Regions from separate parts of the Sus scrofa genome. Here region 1 is linked to region 2. Evidence: chromatin contacts called from public HiChIP or PLAC-seq data. All regions are on one chromosome and are shown on one strand. Each heading gives the region's core, a stretch centred on a gene start, on an enhancer-like site or on the middle of the called end of the contact. The rest is flanking DNA. Distances are from core to core; before and after follow the strand shown.

Evidence for each region. HiChIP or PLAC-seq counts read pairs in DNA pulled down with a chosen protein or histone mark.
Region 1: an H3K27ac HiChIP or PLAC-seq map of skeletal muscle shows a contact between it and region 2. The contact joins two enhancer-like sites. A contact is called at or near these places in 2 of 47 Hi-C or Micro-C datasets (fetal heart ventricle and liver) and 2 of 2 datasets of contacts at active chromatin or transcription factors (alveolar macrophages and skeletal muscle).

The regions. Positions count from the first base shown.
Region 1 is chr16:50,681,634-50,686,942 of Sscrofa11.1, reverse strand. All of the region lies in intron 3 of LOC102164818 (a long non-coding RNA gene), which reads left to right. Among named protein-coding and RNA genes, the nearest start is that of BOD1, 50 kb to the left of the region's middle. Within about 2 kb of position 1,897, at least 21 of the 83 cell types and tissues checked have an H3K27ac peak or open chromatin away from gene starts, as enhancers often do. A contact at or near this core is called in skeletal muscle, where this site is marked.
Region 2 is chr16:50,523,990-50,528,793 of Sscrofa11.1, reverse strand. LOC102164818 (a long non-coding RNA gene) reads left to right here. Exons shown (of 11, transcript XR_002339638.1): 9 at 758-898. Among named protein-coding and RNA genes, the nearest start is that of CPEB4, 27 kb to the right of the region's middle. Within about 2 kb of position 2,878, at least 8 of the 83 cell types and tissues checked have an H3K27ac peak or open chromatin away from gene starts, as enhancers often do. A contact at or near this core is called in skeletal muscle, where this site is marked.

The DNA.
Region 1 (5,309 bases), core at 648-3,147, 160 kb before region 2:
TACCCTCTGCAGGCTTGGGCACACCTGCTGCAAACCCTCCTGGCAGCGCTCAACCAAATGATCAGAAAGTCAATGACCTGCAGGAACAAAAGGAACCTGACCTGGCCGACTGACCCCAAAGTTCTGCTCTCAGGCTTGGAAGTAACCAGAGGGCTTTTAAATTTTTTTTTTTTTCTTTTTGGGACCATACCCGCGGCATATGGAGGTTCCCAGGCTAAGGGTCTAATCAGAGCTACAGCTGCCAGCCTACGCCAGAGCCACAGCAATGCCAGATCTGAGCCGCATCTGTGACCTACACCACAGCTCACGGCAATGCCGGATCCTTAACCCGCTGAGTGGGGCCAGGGATCAGACTCGCAACTTCACAATTTCTAGTTGGATTCATTTCCACTGCACCACGATGGGAACTCCTTTTTTTTCAATCCCCACTCTTGTGGCAGGAAAAATGTAATCCACATTTTCAACACCGCCCTTTGCTAGGCAGCAAGGAAAGCCTTTGCAAGTTGGCAGTCATTTAAACTTGATCCTGGAAACGTGGAAGAGATCATCATTTTCCTGATGTTTTACCCTGAATTGACATCAACAGACGAGAGAGTGGTCTAGCTTCAGAGAGTAGCAGGGCAGGGCTCCCGGGAGGAGGGATGGTTTAGCCTGAGGAAAGCAGGGCTGGAGGAGAAAGCTCAGAGAAGGATGGAAGCAGGTCGCCTGATGGGGGAGCAAGAAGAGTTTGCAGAAAAACCTGGGTGATGAATACAGACAGAGTCACTCTTGAGCTTCTCAGGACAGAGCTCAAAGGAGGAGCCTGCCGAAGTTGGGAGGGTGAAAGGGGGCTGCCTGAAGGTGATGGGGTGCTAGCCAACTCTAGCAGAGGTGAAGCCTGGCTCCCCCACGCCGAGCAGGGGCCGCTCATCTTGGATGTTAACCCAGGGCGGAGAAGCAATAGCAGGAATGTGAAAAGGAGCTGCTCCCCTGGGAGACAGACCTAATAGGCCTGTTTCATCTTGGGGCTCCTGACATCGGGGTCCTGTTTCGGGTAGTGACTTCTTAATGAGGCCCAGCGAGGGGAGGCTGCACGGCTGTGCTTATCTATTACACAGCCACAAACAGGGCTCCGCTGTTTCCTGTCCTTTTCTGCCACAGAATCCAGTGCCATCCAGCCTCCTAAGTGATGAGCCGTGGTCGCCACCCCGATTTTCCCATCCACGGCTGGAAGATAATGCTGACAGTTCTCATTGTGCTTCCAGACCTTGGGACCCCAAGGGACAGGGCTTTCTTTCCTGCCAGAGATAGGGAAAGGGTGGGCCAGGGTTTCAAACAAACACTTACGCTTCCTCCAGTTGAATAGATGTGGGAAGGGATGTGGAAAAGGGAGAGAGGCAGCCTGGAAGGCTCTGCAACCAGGCTGAGGGGAGCATTCAATCAGGGACCTGACATTTGCCTGTTGACCTCTTATCTGAGTTGCTAAGTCATTGAGGTCTTTGTGCTGCGGAACTGGGAAGGAAGGGGTGGCCCGGCCCAGCCAATCCCGCCCCGGCTCCCTGCCCGGCGCCTGCCACCAACATTTCCCTGACATCTGACTGATATCTTCATTTCACTTTGGTAAACAGGCCACCTCAAGGCCAAGGTGACAGTGACCTCTGGCGCTGCGAGCAGCCCAGGAGTCTCCCTGGAGACCCCAGTAAAGCACTTTCACGTGGGCCGGGGCTCTTGTTTCCCATCCCCACCACTCTGATTAGTGCTGGCAAAAAATAAATACAAAACCCATCCTGCAAGATAGACAGTGGGGATGCTGTGTGGAGAAAGAGATGTGAGGAAGGGCGCCAGGGAGGGCTGGTCAAGGCAGGAGGGAGCAGTCGGACTTAGAAGGTCGCCTTTGCTTCTCAGCTGCTAGGAACAATGTGGCTGCCCAGGAAACACAACCAGAGGCAGCCTGGCTATTAATAGGCTGGAGCAGGAGGCTGGCCAAGCTGCTGCATTTCTGACGTTTAGGAAGGACCTCCAGTGTGAAGTGGCTCGCAGGCTCCGATTTTGCGGAGACATTTAAATATAGATCCTGTGGGGTGAGGGGTGGGTGGAGTGTAAGCTGGTGCCGCAATGCAATTTAATTCTGAATGTTTCCGTAGATCTGTTCACATGCTTGACAAGCACGTTTGAGCACGTGCGGTAAGCCAAGTGCAAGGCACACCCAGATGAAAGGCGTTTTGCCCCAAAAAGAAACCCATGGTCCAGGAGGTTGCAACCCCTCCTTCCTGCAGGGGCCAGGCTGGCAACGTAAATAAATGAAGCAGACAGGGTGTGAGACAATAGGGAGTGGTGGGGTCTCTGTGAAAAGTCCTGTGTCCTCTGTGCAAGGATTAGGGAGCTACTCAGCCCCAGGTGACTGTTCCTACACAGGAATTACTGCCCAGGATGGCTGTGCTTTATAATTTTAAAGGAGAAAATATATATTTGGAACTTTTTGTGTGATTTAAAAAACATTATGTGGGACAAATAAACTATGTCTGTAGGCCTGTTAGGCCCAGGGAGGATCTTATAATAACATAGGATAAGAGGTGAAATAGAAGAAATCCAAGAAGATTATGGGAGCCTGGGTGGGGACTGGCATTAACCTAGCCAGGGTGAGGGTACGAGTGTCTTCCTGGTGAAGGTGAACTGAGTCTTGGGTGATGGTAATAGGAGCTTAAATCATGGCAGAAAGATTGGGAGAGCCATTCCAGGTAGAGGAGTAGAAATTTCACTGGCTATATTGCACACACCTGCCCAGCCAAAGACTACATTTCCCAGCCTTCCTTGCAGCCAAGGGTGGCCATCTGATTAAGGGTGTCTGTCTTGTGCCCTTCAGAGAAGGAAGGCATGGACTGCTTCCGCCTCACCCCTCCCATCTGGCTGACAGGCGTAGTTGCCAAGACTGCAGATGGTGGATCTGGTGATGCAACCTCTCTGCCTTGCTGTCTGTAAAACAGAGATAATGCTATCTACCCCATTGGATGTAGGTTAAAGGATTCATAGCCATGAAGTATTTAGAACAGGGCCTGGCATGTACATGTGCTGCCAAGGCATTATTCCATCAATATGACGCTGCCGACAGTATGATTCTGCAGCACTCCAGGGAGGGCAGAGCAATGAGAGCACAGGAGCCTGGGCCCCACTTCCCACCTTGCACCTGCTGTGGGAGGCCATATCAATAGCTGTCTCCTTTAAGCCACTGTGTTCTGCATCTCTGATGTAGCAGCTGAGCTTACATCCTTCCACTGTGATGAGGAACTCAGAGGTCAGCTGGAATTCATGGGTGCGTGGCCTCGAACTGCCCCAAAATGCATTGGTCCATGAGAATCCAGAGTGACACCAACACCCAGGCGCTTGTGATTCCTGGACCCCGTGAGCCCAGCTTCCTCTCATGCCACTCTGGCCCGCACCACACCATGCCCTCAAGTTCCCACAACAGTAACAACAACCCAGGGGACGTAGGTGGACTGAACTGACTTGAGCGAAAGAGATTGGCTGAGTGCCTGGGTGGAGCAGGGCCAGTGACTCTCACACAGACTTTGTGAGAGACCTGGCTGGACCCCCATGTCTCCTTCTCTCCACCCCAGGAGCCCATTTTCCCCCAGCTGCCTGTGACAGCCATGGAATGCCCCTTGCGGCCCTCAACTCACACCAAGGAGCCCTGCCACATCTGTATGGCAGGAAATTGAAAGGAGCCATCCCTGGCAGACCAGAACTCCTCTATCTGTAGACTTTGGCTCAAGAACAGCCCTGCCAAACCATTGCGCTCGCCCGACAGTCTAGGACACCTCCACTCAATCTTCCCTCTCTCCCTCACTCAGGGTCAGAGTGCATTGTGGTCTGACTGCTGTCTGAGTCCTTGCTTCTTCCCCCTGTTTAAACTCATGGGCATTTCCTTTAATAAAACCTCGGTACTTTCTTACTCCTCTCCTGGTGTCTGCTTCTCTGGTAATACACACTGCCCACATTTCTTAGAAGAACAAAGAGATATGATTAGTTCCTTCACAATTAGGGAACTTATCCCATCCCAGGACCTTTTGCCTATGTAAAGAGAACCATGCCTCACTCAGAATTCAGATACCAGGAATACATTTTGGTAATGGTAGCGCTTTCCCAGCTGCCTTTGGCTATAAGGGTCTGCTCTGTTTTTACACAACTAGGAGAGTGGGAGTGCAATGCCTGGGAGATGGGAAAGGCCTGGTGCTTTGACTAGGCCTGTTTAAATCTCTAGGAGGAAATGGGAGTTGATTTCATGTACCAGGATGCTTAGGATGCTTTGGAGGGCAGATAACAGGAACTTCAACTCAAAATGGTCTAAACAAAGGAAGATCTATGATTCAGGTGTCTTAAGGGCTGTTGACTCCCTGGTTCTTCATGTTTTCAAGCATCCAGTGTCCTTCCATCTCACTGCTCCAGCATTCTAGGCCTGTCAGTCTGGCCTTAGGGTGCTTCTCTTATGGTGCCAAGGTGGCTGCCACAACCCTGTCATCATACAAGTGCAACAAATTGAGCCAGAGGCAAAAAGAGACTGAATTTCTCTGTGTTTCTCATTTTAAGACTGAGCAAACTTTCCTCAGAATCCTGCAGCAGGACTGTGGTCAGAATTGTATCACATCTAGTTTCATACTTCTTATTGTCAGAAGAATGGGACTGCATCTTTGGCCTGGACAACTGAGATTTGGTCTTGAGCTGGGGATGGGGTTACCTTGCCTGAGGGCTGGAGATCTGAATACAATTGCAATGTCATTTTTAGTTGGAAAATGTGGTACTCTTTCCTGACTTTCCACCATTCAATCTGTTCAATCACTTTCTATTTTTGCTGAAATGTCTCTTGGTCTTCCAAAAGGCAGGAATTTCTTCTTGGTCTCTCGACTGTTAAATTGGTTCTATTTAGCATCTTCCTGGCAGTCAGGAGTGGTCTGATTCCTGAGCTCATTTTACCAGGGAGTTGCCTTTGGCTGCAAATGATTCACACCTTTTGAAGTAATCAGAAGTAATGAAAGATCTTTTTTTTTTTTTTTTTAATGGTTTTCTGACTGTGATAAAGATAACCTCTAAGTTCTCTTCCAGCTTAATGTCTGACCTTGGGAACACAAACTAGGTGTCTGGTCACAGTAGCCTGGGCTTTGCCTCTAGGGGGTTCCTCTCTGGGCTTCAGAATCTCAATCCAAAAATTGATGGGGGTTGGGGTGGGCCAGATCTAGGATATCAGATCATTTCAGTAAAGTGGCTGAGGCTGCCTGGAGAAATATGCTAAGACGGGCTCAGAAGGTCATTAGGGAAAAGTGCTGTGATCTATTGGT
Region 2 (4,804 bases), core at 1,629-4,128:
AGTAGAGGGTTGCAATCCTTAGAGTCATAAAGATCTGGGTTCAAATCCAGCCTGACCACGTTCTAGCTCCATTCCTCTGGAGTTACTGACTGGTACTGAGACCCGGTTTCTCTATTCAGTTAGGGAAAATAAGGCTCACCTCTCAAGGTCTCCATGAGGTCTAAATGTGATGAGATTATTCAGAGGTGCCTGGTTGTGCCTAGTTTACACAAGTTTCCCCCTCGCATCCAATCTGGGGCATCTTATCTAGGTCACTTTAGGAGACAGCCAGGCATTATCTGACAGATATAGAGTCACAGGGCACTGGAAATAAATTCACTCCATCCAGACGCTTAGAACATACCCTACACTCCTAGAATTTCTTTATCATTGACTTCATTCCCCCAAAGGGATCTGAGATAGTTTACTACAAAGGGTGTTCAGATACACCACTGTTGATAAAATAAGAGTAGGAACAATAACAGCTAATGTTTACAGAGCGCTTCCTATATACCAGGTGCTGAGCTAAGTGCCTTACTCACGTTAATGTTTTTCCAAAGATGAAAAAAAACAAAAACAAAAGCATAAACAATACTCTGGCAAGCAGGTGAAAATAGTTTTGCTGAGCATTGCTGGCCCATTTCTGGCTTTAATGGCAGCGCAACCCCAAGTTCTGGGTCATGGTTATAAAATACATTGTTTCGATGGCAGAAAAAAATAAGGGGATTTGGGCTAGGGAGCTTTAGAGTCATAATAACAAAAATAATTTTTCCTCCAGGAGTCCCCGCAGTAAAAGTGTTTCTGTAGCTGGGAGTTCACAGCTGCCGTAAAACCTAAATGTCAGCAACTCCCGTGGTGTTGGATCACGTGCTACCCCGCTTACAGCCAGCAGCCCTGACATCGGGGCCAAGCATCTCAGGTATTTTTTTATCCTCTTCATCGTCTTCTCCAGCCAGTGTTATGACGAAGTCTCTGTAAGCAAATGTTAGAACTTCAAAGCCATTCACCTCTCACCCTTGCGGTTCCCTCAGGGGCCCCCGAAAAGCCAATTGTATACCATTAAATTATCTATCAGGTTATGGCCATTTTGCACAATGGATACTCGCACTGCAGGAGAGAAGCCTGTGGTGAGGACTCAAGGTCCCTCGGAGCTCCCTGGCAGCCCATTCCCAAAGGGAAACTCGGTGAAGTCAGAGGGAGCTTTTCTTCCCTAAAGAAGGAAGCATACACTCTAGGGTTGGTGCTCTGGCTTGGCTCCTTTGAAGTGGGTGCCTTCCAATAGGCTTTGGGCTGATTGTTTGCTTTTTACCCTTCTGGCTGTGGCTTCTATGACATGAACACGGGATCTGCCTGCTCCACTTGGTGCAGAATGCCTGGAGGATTTGACAGCCCCTGGGCTCCCCTCCCATCACCCCCAGAATGTACCAGGCTCTGTCTACATGCACAGATTCCACACACACTGGTGCAAGGAATCTTGACCAGTCTCCCGTGAGGTAGACCGTACAGTCCCCCTTTGACAGATGAAGAAGAGGAGGCTCAAAGAGATCAGGGGAGCTGTCCAATCACACAGACTGCAAGTGGCGGAGCCTGGGCCAGACACCAGGTCTCCTGACTTTACTATAGCTTCAGAGAGGCACAAAGACGGGCTTAATCACACACAGGGAGCGGGTCCCAGAGCTGGGACTCAAACTCAGAGCTCTAGACTCCGAGATCAGCACTCGCCCCACAACACTACCCAACCTCCTAGTTTCCATGCATTTGTGTAATAAATATTTGCTGCCCACCTGCCAGGCATCAGGAGCTACTGGAGGTCCTGAGGATGCAGCTGTGAGCAAGACAGACAGGATCTGTGTTTCTTGGGCTCACCTTCCAGTGGAGGAGAGAGACACTAAATAAGGAAGCTGCTTCATGGACTTGCAGAATAGACTTGTGGTTGCCGAGGGGGAGGGAGCAGGGTGGTCGGGGAGCTTGGAGTTAATAGATACACACTATTGCCTTTGGAATGGATGAGGAAGGAGATCCTTCTGTGTAGCACCGGGAACTATGTCTGGTCACTTATGATGGAGCATGATAATGTGCGAAAATAGAATGTGTACATGTATGTGTAACTGGGTCACCATGCTGTACAGTAGGGAAAAAATCGTATTGGGGAAATAACTATTAAAAAATAATAATAAATAAGGAAGCTGATAAGTTGACACAGGCATGGTGGCGGGAGTCTCACAGAGGAGATATGCAGGGGCAGTGGAGGGAGGAAGGGGTGAAAGGGGTCATTGCCGTAGGCTGGAGGTCAGGGAGGGCTTCTCTGAGGAGGTGACGTTATCTGAGAACTGCATGACAAGTAGGAGGCAGACAGGGAAGAGAGAACAGGACAGGGGAGGACCTGGAGGTGTGAAGGCACTGTGACAGGCATTGATACAAGGGTGGTGTAGCTGGAAGGTCGTGAATGAAGACGAGAAGGGCTGGGGGTGAAGCCAGAGGCCTTGAGGACGCATGGAGGGGAGGGGCTGAATAGTTTCCTCTGAGCAACACAGAGACACTGAAGCTTTTAGGCATGGAAGTGACACGACCAGATGATTTGCATTTTAGAAAAATCACTCTTAGCCTCTGCTACTGTGTGTGTGCCCCGGGCAGGGGTGGGGGAAGTGGGGGCTGAGGGTGTTGGGGCGGGGGATCAAGGAAGCCAGTGAGATGCTGCTGTGGGGGCCCCAGCATGTCTGGACTAGGGTGATGGTAACAAAAATGGAAGAAGGGGGCAGATTTGGGTCACGCCTAAAAACAAAATTATCAGGACCCACGGATGGCTTGAAAGTGAGCCGCAAGGGAGGGGGAGGTGTTCAGAATGACTTCCAGGCTCTGGGCTCAAGCACGCCAGGTGCAGAGTAGACCTTCTATTTTGGGGCTGTTAGAACAGGACTGCGAGGGCGGGGCTGGTGGAAGATCAAGTGCCCTGCTGGGAGGCTTGAGTCTCAAGTCCCACCCGCAGCAGGAGTCCTTCCAGCAGCAGCAACCAGACCCCACCGCCCACGGAGCAAGCAGATAACAGTCCCCACTGTGCCTGGAGCCTTCTGGGAGCCTCAGCCAGCCTGGCCCTACTGCAGCCAGGGCACTGCACTCTCTAGATTGGGTTCCTGGAAAAACTGTTCAATTATTGATAAGGCGCCCTCCTGACATCACTGAAAGATGACGAGGCTCTCTCCTCGCTTAAGTAGTGCCTTTCTGCCCTGCAGAACCTGGTCCTTCAGCCCCACAGCTGGATTATGGGGGAAGCAGGGGCGGGGGCAGTGAAACAGTTGAAATGCAGCCATAAGAAAAGCACTCAGCACGTTATAATAATAATGACAATACTGTAATAACTGACATTTTCTGAACACTGGCTATGTGCCAGGCAGGGTTCCCAGGAGCCCCATGCTTCTTAAGGACTCTAAGAAGGAAGTGCTCTCGTTACTCCCATTTTACAGGTAAAAAAAACTGAGGCAAACGGAGGTTAAGTAAGGTCACCCGGCTTGCAAAGGGCAAAGCCAGGTTTAGACCCCAACAGTCTGGCTCCAGAGTCTCTGGAAACCTCTGTTGCTCTGAACTATCTCCATGTGCCAACCCAAGTGGGGAGCTGGAACTCATATCAGAGGGGGCTACTCTGTCTTTCTTCATTTAAAATGAATCCATTAGGTAGAACAATGTGGAAAACTTTTAACTAAGCTTCCATTTGGGGCTTATATTCACTACTTTGCCTCATTTGATTTACTAGCCCCCTATGAAATTGGGAATCTTGTAGTGCCTTTTAAAAAAAAAAATTGTTTTGGCCACACCCACAGTATGAAAGTCCCCAGGCCAGGGATGGAATCCGAGCCACAGGTGCAATCTATGCCGGATTCTTAACCCTCCGTGCCACAGTGGGAACTCCTTGTCAAGCCTGTTTTACAGAAGAGAAACTGAGGTTGTGAGACGTAAGAGGTTTTATCACGGGCTAGACAGCTAGGAAAGGACAGACCTGGAATTTGACCCTTGGTCATTTAAGTCCAAGGGCAGAGACCTCTAACTTCACTGCATGGCTACATATATGTATATTCTATCTATAAATAGCTCGAATTCCTTGAAAAGAATCTTCTTGTTTGGATTCAGAGCTATGAAGCACATCCAGTGGAGTGGACCTTCTGAGTGTGTCCATCCCCACAGAGGAAGCTCAGTGAAACTCCAGCTCGAATTCCTGTTGCTTCCATGTTTTCCTTTCTCTGATCTTGAGGGTGTGCCTATCTTTTCATGGCCTCAGAAGAAAGGAAGCTAAACCCTAGACCCATTTCTCTAACCTTCCATCAACTTTACTGCTTCCAAATGTTCTATTGTGGAGTTCCTGTTGTGGTGCAGTGGAAATGAATCCGACTAGGAACCATGAGGTTTCAGGTTCAATCCCTGGCCTTGCTCAGTGGGTTAAGGATCCAGCGTTGCCATGAGCTGTGGTGTAGGTCGCAGACGTGGCTCAGATCTGGCGTTGCTGTGGCTTTGCTGTAGGCTGGCAGCTGTAGCTCCAATTTGACCCCTAGCTTGGGAACCTCTAAATGCTGTGGGTGTGGCCCCCAAAAGCAAATAAATAAATATTCTACTGTTTCTCTTTATTTTGCTGTCTTCAACTGTTTTCAGTATCCCTCCTCTTCTTCTCTTGCCTCTTTCCTTTGTTGTTCAACCAATGACCTTTACAGAGGACGTGCCCAGCAGCTGCAGCTTCGGTATTGCAAAAAGATCACCCATAGTGGGGCCCCATAGCCCTGCTAAACTCCCAAACCTGCCCTTGACTAAGTCTGTGGCGTTGGGCAAGTTCTTTCCCCGC